2 separate regions of the Triticum aestivum genome follow, and region 1 is linked to region 2. The links are chromatin contacts, called in public Hi-C maps. All regions are on one chromosome and are shown on one strand. The core of a region is the stretch at or near the end of the contact, and the rest is flanking DNA. Distances in the headings are between cores, read along the strand shown.

Region 1 (4,049 bases), core at 370-2,869, 240 kb before region 2:
GCGTTCAAGGAACCAGAGTACCCAAACTTGCTTGCCTGCGGCGCACGGTGTGGCTCCATCAACGGCCTGGTACGGCCCATCTTCAACCACGACAAGACAAGACCCTCGCGAGGGGCCAAGCCTCGCGAGGCGGACGACATCAAGACCTCCCAAAGGAGCGGCCTCCTCAGGCAGCCTCCGGAGGAGCGGAGATTTCTATGCAAGCCCTCGCCTCATGAGGCTGAAATGACATCAGCCATGACGACCAAGGCCAGGCGCGCGCCAGCGAGCGCAGAGCGGCAGGTTTCCTCTTTGGTGCAAAGGAGGCAAGCGTAGGTGCGGAGTCCCAAGGAATCAACCAAAGGTTGTCGTTTACGTGCAACGAGACCAGGGCCGCCAAAACGGTAGGATGGATGTCATCGTCGAGCCCACCACGACGTCATGATCAGAAGCTTTGCAGGCGAAGACCACCTTTCGTCAGGATCAAGTGTACTACTTGTCCCCTTTCAAAATTGGCCGTTGTGGGATCCTTTCCCGCCTAAGTTTTGGCGAAGAGGACCAGAGCCACTACAAATATAGCCTAGCCACCACCGTAGAAAGGGGATCGAAGGATCGATCATCGAGCCCTTGAGAGACAAAACCCCAAGAGCTCATCACAAGAACAAGCCTCGTGAGGTTGTTCTTCCCCTTGTACTAGTTCATCCTCAGCCCCCCGTGAGGCTAATCCACCACAAAGCAGGAGTAGTTTTTTACACCGCAAGGTGGCCCGGACCTGGGTAAACTGCTGTGTCCTTTTCCTTCCTGTTCATCGAGCTAGGTCGTGAGAGCAGCGAGTCGATCGGCTTGAGAGGTTGAGTTCTTCGCGCACGCCCCTGAGTTCGAACCCTTCTTAGGTCCGCGGAGCCCGAAATCCGACATCCCCCCACGGTTGTTAAAAAAGAAAAGGGAAGATGCCCGTTGATGAGTTCACTAGGGGATCGGAGTCAAAGATTTTGGTTCCCCCTCTATCGCAGCCCCACAACTAATGAACTAGGTTGCCGTGTTAGTGGACGACACCTTCCATGTGTAGGATGGGATAGCGACACCGGGTATGATCCCGAGGAGACACGACTGTAGTATTATTTCGTAGCTTACCATTCTTATCCCACCGTAATGATGCGCTTGAAGCGAACATTCACGCATTGATGCAAGGCATGGTGTTGGTTCTGCAATACTTTGCATCGTTCAGTTAAACTCTTCAAAGACTTTGCCGACATTATATGGCACTGCTCAGCTCGCTCAACCTATGAACACCTGGTTGCTAAGATTAAATCGTTGATGTTGGACTAGAGTTATTCCACACAAGATTAGACAGGAGCAAAATAGGGTAACAGATTGACACGCGTTATATAGTTGAACCGAGTGTAGCATTGTTGTATGACTGCAGAGAGGGCCACCTTGTATTGATGAACTTCTACCTCTCGGCTGTAACCCTATAATTTTGAAATAAACTCATTTTCGCCTAGAAAAAAAAACATCTTCCACAAAGGCACAAACTTCTACTACATGCAGCAAGGTGCGAAAATGCAATTACAACCTACTTTTTTTGGGGGGGGGGGGGGGGGGTGTTGTTCAATTACAACCTACTTGTAGTACAAAGCGGACGAGCCAAACTAAAACCAACGAAGGAAACCACAAAACCCCTCCCTTTCGGCTCGTCTTCCATCTCTCCGCCGCCGGCCGCCGCGCGAGCGCGACCATGGCGCGCATCGTATCGCGGGCCCTTCCGTTCGCCTCGCGCTCGCACCTCCATCTCTCCCCGCCCCTCCGCGGCGCGGCGCTGCTCAGCTCCACGCCGCTCCTCCCTGCGGCGGCGTCCACGGCCTCCCTGCTCTCCTGGCGGGGGTTCACACCCACCCCCGAGCCCTCCCGCTTCGCGCAGCCTTTCGCTGGATTCCTCGCTGGCATACGCGGCTTCCGAAGGGCGCGGCGCGGGCAGGCGGCGGCGAAGCGAGAGCCGCGGCAGGACCCTACTCCCCCGCCCCCGCCCAAGGAGAGCGAGATAGAGCTCTGCGCCCGCATCAGCGTCGAGGATGATTTGCCCGACGACGTCGAAGTGCTGGTACACATTCCATTTAGTCAAACCTCGCTGTGTCGCGGCTAGCTACTACTGCTTTAAAAAGCGTCATAGGAAATTCAGATGAAAATGATGGCAAAAGTTGTATTGTGTGCAGCACTACTCGGATGATGTATCATCAAGCGTTACTCTGATATTTCTAAACGATATATAAACTCTTAGGGATGCAAATTTGTGGCGTACAGTGTACCCTGTGACCCACCTCAGTTCAAGCAAATGAACTAAATTTTCAAAAATGATGTGAGTTCTGAAAATTTAGTTCATTTAGTTGTACTAGAGAGGGTCAGAGAATACCCTAAGGCCTTGTTCGGTTAATCCCCACCACAAGGGGATTGGAGAGGATTGGAGGGGTTTGATGTGGATTTTGACTAGCTGGGGATTTAATCCCTGCCAATCTGCTCCAAACCCCTTGAAACCCTGTGGAACTGAACAAGGCCTAAAGGGTACTCATTTGCTCCCCTGTAAACTCTGGACTGTTGGTATTGTGATAGAAGTCATGTAGTATCGTTTCAAACTGGTCGTGATTGCCATTTACCAATAGAAAGTAGCACCTAGTGGTTCAGGGAGCTCTATTACTGGTAATCTAGGTGCACTACTGCACTTATGTACAACTGGAGTTCTGGGATGATTTTCTCTCTCGATAGTTTATTTCCCTCACGGTGATTTATTATGTTCAGTTGTTCACATTTGCAATTGGTTGGGTGAGTGTTTGTTGATCTTTGTTTTCCTTAATGTGTATGCAGAACGTTATAGAAATCATGAAATTAAATGTTCCTATGGCGATGAAAATTGCGCTAGATGGACTTCTGGAGTATAACTACAAAACACGAGACACTTCAATAAGTGACGTTGGGAAGTATGAAAAGGTTGAGGTTTCTGTGCTGCTATGCAACGACAACTTCATCCAGAATCTTAACAAAGAATGGAGAGGCGAGGACTGCGCTACTGATATGCTCTCAGTGTCACAGTTCATTCCCGATCTGGATGTTCCTACTGTAAGAACAAATCAGCATTTGATTTCTTTCTTTCCGTTTGTACCTTTAGCCTTACCTCTCTCTCCCACTGTATTTTCTTATTGCAGCTTATGTTGGGTGATATAGTAATATCGGTGGAAACAGCTGCAAGGCAAGCTGAGGCGAAAGGTCATACCCTTCTCGATGAACTGCGGACACTAGTGGTATGTTCCCTTGCGATTGTTATACGACCCCGCCCCCCTGTTTGAACTTTGGAGTGGTTTATGTTAATTGCTGCACATAATATTATTTATTATGCATAAAATGATAATCTCCTTCTATTCTGTACTAGGTTCGTGGCCTGTTACGTCTTCTGGGTTTTGACCGTCAGATTAGTGATGAGGCTGCAATGGAAATGGAGAAGGAGGAGCTGCTCATTTTAAAAAGTCTAAGGTGGAAATGGAAAGGTCTTGCTAAGAACGCTCCTGATTTGAGCAAGCCTCACACAGAAACATTGGGTGGTATGTTCTTTTGGCATATCCGTAATTACTCTCCTTGTTATCCGTGTCTTGAAATGCATATCACTCATATGATGATGTAATCTGGTTATTGCTGTGTAAGAATGTTTACAGGACAAGTAACGAACAGTCTAAAGAGAGCTGGCAGCCTAAGATTTTATAGACCAAAATTCAAGTATATTTTCTGTGATATGGATGGTACATCCCTTATCCGTTGCTTGTTGCTCATATTTGATATTTTCACTCTAGAATCTAATTATATTTACATGGTTTTTGATAGTGTTCTTTTGTGTGACTAGGTACATTGCTCAACAGTAAAAGTCAAGTAACAGCAAGGAATGCAGAAGCTCTAAAGGAAGCTAGGTCAAGAGGAGTAAACATAGTTATTGCCACAGGAAAGGTATTACAAGTTTTCCCTTGCTGTTCGACAAATGACTAATTGTTCCTAGAAGAGAAGTATTATATACTCCCTCCGTTCATAAA
Region 2 (4,446 bases), core at 1,249-3,748:
TAGCATGATTAACCACACTCAAAGTCATGTGGTTGAGATTCATTTGAATCACATAACTTGATTTATCAAGATACTACCACTTGTGTTACTCAATACTTACATGTTATATGAAGAGCAATATCATAAATCACATTGCTTGAATTTCTTATCCTCACGAATTATAGAAAAGTGAGACAACAGTTTGCAAATAAAATACTGTGAAAATCCAACAGATTATTCAGATTGTCATGATCATGTCAATGGAACTGGTATAACATATCCTCTAGATTTGCAAAGTTCAGGGGGAGTAATCTCCCAATATAACATGTTAACAATCATCAGATTGCGTATATTGTACTCTTTTTCCCTTCATGAGTTTTTCCCTAATGGTTTCTCATAAAAGTTTTTTAATGAGACAAAATAACACAAGTGTCCATATATGCCATTTTTTCCTTATGTTTTTCCCACTGGGTTTTAAAGGAGTTTTCAATGGCATATCATATTGCACTCTTTTCCCTTATGAGTTTTATCTGATAGTTTCTCATAATGGTTTTTAATGAGGCAATATCCTCTCAAAGATGATATGTCATACTTCCTATTTTCCATACCGGGGTTTTTAAAGGAAGTACTCAAGACATATTAATTGTTCTCTAAAATCATCGATGGGTTTTCTCCTTCAAAGGTTTTTCTCATATGAGTTATCAAGAGACAATGATCATTATATGTTGCATCATTTTCTCCTTATTATTTTTCCCACTGGGTTTAAAGGAGTTTTAGCAACATATCTACACTATTCTTCTCATATTTTTCCCACAGGGTTTTTGGAGAAGACTTTAAAGACTATACGATGGATTTCTCAAGATGATGCAAGGAGCAGGCATTGTACAAGGGGGAGTGTTAGGAATAAAATTAATTAGGATTAATTGTAATTAGAACCGTCATTAGACGGTTGTGTGTGTCCACCGCCTCTCCTGCTCCGTGCGGACGCCTGTGCCCGCACGGACATGTCTCTTTGTAATTACCGCCTTAATTGGCGGCTGTTGGGAGGGTATATATACCCCAATCATCATTAATGAAATCCAGAGATTCATTCTCAGTCAGTTTCCTTTAATGAAATCCAGAAATCCAGAGGCGGGAGAGGCGTGCGCGCGGGCGCGGCGGGAGCGAGGGCACAAGCACGGCGAGGCGTCGAGCGCGACGGCGGGCATGCGGTCGCGACTGGAGCGGGGGCGTGCATGAGCAGGAGCGGCCACATATGCCGGCTACGTATTTGAAGAAATGACGAGGACGGACAGCTGGTGAAATGGGATAGCAGCGTTGGGTGCAGCGAGTTTGTCCGGCGTTTGTTTTCCTTATTTCTATCTCATACGGATAAAATCCAGACAAAATGGGTATAGATTTATGGCCGTGCGGTGGAGGGGGCACGCATCAATAGAAATGTTTGGTATACAACCGGTCTCTGTATTTACAGACTGAATCAATCAATGTCTTCCTGAAGAACATGAGAGAAGCAAAAGCCTCTTTACATTGACAGGCTAATACGCCCGCCAAGAAAAATCCTCAACAAGGAACAACGAAGAGGCGCGAGGCCAGCCATGGACAGACATTTGCAGCCGCGAGCCCTACTGATGGCACGCGCTCTTGTTGACAGGGATCGCGGGAGGCCTGTAGAGCATGTTGGCGCTGCTGGTCCGCGCCATCATCAGATTCGCGCAGGAGCTCGCAGAGTTCTGCTTGGCGATTCCTTTGCTGTTGTTAGAACCAGGTAAGGGGTAGGCTTTCTGGTTCCCATCCAGATCGATGTTGCTCCTGCACGACTTGATCTTCTTGTAGGGGCTCTTCTTGGGCAGGTCCTCCAGGCATCTCACCTCGGACATGCACGCGAACGACTGGGACTTTCCGTCGTAGTATTTCGACAACCCTTTCCTGCACAGAGAGAAGAGGAACATGGTCAGGGAAAACTTCCCTTTTGTTGCTGCACATACGTACTCCGTATGACGGTATGATGAACTTATGAAGGGAGGCATCGAGTTCATCAGAGACTTACTTGGCGGAGAGTTCGGCCTTCATGGACGACAGATCGTAGACGCTGTCAGAGTTGAGTCTCCGCACCGGCGGGGAAGCCGGCACAAACTGGTCCTCGCCGTCTGAGAACTGGGCCTCGTCGTCGGAGTCGCAGGAGAAGGAGGAGGAGGTCTCGAACAGGTCCTCGTCTTCCTGGTGCACCGGAAGGGCCTGAGAAACAGCAGATCTGTCCATGGCTGCGAGTTTCTTGTTTCTGCGATGAACCTCAAGGAGAAAGGCGAGGAAGGTATGCTTGCTGCTGTATATGGATGGATATATTCCTGCTCTTGTTCTTGCTGTTGCTGGCTGTGTTTCACGACCTTTACAATCTGGCAGGAGGGCGGGTATATATAGAGACGACGGGGATAACGCTGGGCGTCGTGGTAGTGCGCTTTGACTAATACTTCGAAACCGAACGCAATTTGCGCCAGTGACATCACCGTTCGTTTCCGGCGTGTTTACATTGCGCAAGTTAGGTTCGCTTGGACACCGATGACTTGGACCCCATGAGCACGGCTTATCATTTTCTTTTCAGAAATAAAAACGGAGTAGTATTGAAGTTTGTTGGCCACTCCCACCCACATGCCTTCGCTTTGGCGGATTCTGCCGCTGGTGCCGCCCCGATCCGATCTTATCTCCATCTCCTTAGTTTGTTCGCTGGTCGGTTTATTATATGATTATTATTATCCTTTTTGGGGAGTTGGTTTGCGAGGCTGACATCTCAGGCCATGCCATGTTGTGGTGGAGATGAGATGATGCTGCCTTGCAAGTCACCATGTCGATCTCGTTTTGAACGGAGCGCAGCCGGGACACGCGGCGCGCTGCCGCTGGGTTGCCCTTCTAATTGGGATTGGGAGCTGACTCGTCGGTGGCCCTGCTAAAACCTACTCCTACTGTACTATAGTACTATTGTACAGACTGTAGGAGGTGATACTGCATCGCTTTGAGGAGCTTGTGGCTCCAAATGACTCTTATCAAACGTGCCGGAAAATTGTACCGGCATATGCTTCGGAACCTCTATAATCGATCGGCTAGTTATAAACAAACACTGATGCCCCGCGATCCAGGCTATTCTGCAACAGTGCATTTGGAGCGATGGAGACGCCAAGTAAAATTTGCACGAGGTTTGAACTTGGAAAAAATCTGGTGGATCGAGCTGTAGAGAGTGAGTTCCACTGAAGGTTCTTCCTTGGTTGAAGGGACACTCCTTCTCTTCCCTTCACCTGTCGAAGAGACACGTGGTTTTTATCCTTAGGATTTACTCCTCCACAAATTCATCCTGTTGCGTCAGTCTTTGGTGCTGGAGCACCACATAATTTGACGTCTCGGCGGAAATGTGTAAAATGAGATTCCATGGATGGGCAGCTGAGAGTTTGGTGACGACACACACGTGTTTGGTTTTCCGCGTCGCATTTCTAGCGCACTATTCGTGTTCCCTTGGCTTCCATTGCACGGGATAAAAAGGCGGGAGCAGCGTCCGTGTAGAGTAGCTCTCGGGATAAAAGTGGCATTGTGCTTAACAACCATTTATGGTTTAAAAGACGCACGAGATAAATGGTGCGTCTCAACATCACCAGGAAGCACCACCAAGATGGACTGCATTATTGTGGCAAAAGAGAAGTAGACTCATCAACCTCCTGGCATCAGTTTCTTCAAGACCTGAATATGTAACCAGGAATTGTTGTACTGTAGAAACTACGGACTTGCATGGAGTATAGGCCTTCTTTGGTTCATAGGATAGGAATAATATAGAAATAGAAAAATCATAAAAAGTGAGATGACATGCATCTCAAATCCTATAAAGAAAGAGATGTCACTTGATGTATAGGATAGGATTTTTTTCATTGAGTCTAGGCTAATGTTTTTTTTCCTTTGAAATGTGAAGGATTGATTCTTATCCTAGGTAGGAATACGAATCCATTCCTATAAACCAAAGGACTTCAAAGGAATTTTTTCTACGAAATTCCTATCCTTTGCAATTCCTACAATATTCCTATGAACCAAAGAGGCCTTATTTGTATATAAGAAAAGAGACATGCACGGAGAATCAAGCTATGAACCAAGGACTGTAGCAATAGTAGCGAAAGTGATGAGCTGTGCGTAACTGGACATCCGCCCCGCGACCAGTCCAGGTGGAAGGCGCGTGTTCACCCACTGCAAAAGAACAAGGACAGCTCAGCTCACGCGCCTGCCATGGCACGAGCACCGGTGCGGTGCCGGGGACACGGCCGCTGGTTTGCTGGCCCAACCAGACCGTCGACAAGCTAGGGTGATGAAACGGTGTTTCTGTTCCCGTGTTCCCATGGCTCGCGGTGTCCACTCCCGCCGACGCAGATGCCCAGGCAGGCCAGGTGCGCCTGCGCCTAGGCTCTCTTTTACCCACTTTTTGTCTAGCCGGGACAA

The links. A called contact is a pair of places that touch in the nucleus more often than the background predicts.
Region 1: a contact with region 2 is called in a Hi-C map of an unstated tissue, with 6 times the contacts expected there. The contact joins the promoter of LOC123070661 here to the promoter of LOC123070659 in region 2. A contact is called at or near these places in 2 of 5 Hi-C or Micro-C datasets (leaf and an unstated tissue).

Annotation. Positions count from the first base shown.
Region 1 is chr3B:513,861,352-513,865,400 of IWGSC CS RefSeq v2.1, reverse strand. LOC123070661 (endoribonuclease YBEY, chloroplastic) reads left to right here and starts at 1,619. Exons shown (of 12, transcript XM_044493952.1): 1 at 1,619-2,080; 2 at 2,839-3,090; 3 at 3,177-3,272; 4 at 3,401-3,569; 5 at 3,681-3,764; 6 at 3,866-3,966. The coding sequence starts at 1,718.
Region 2 is chr3B:513,622,642-513,627,087 of IWGSC CS RefSeq v2.1, reverse strand. LOC123070659 reads right to left here and starts at 2,498. Exons shown (of 2, transcript XM_044493950.1): 1 at 2,027-2,498; 2 at 1,504-1,905. The coding sequence starts at 2,238. The coding sequence ends at 1,602.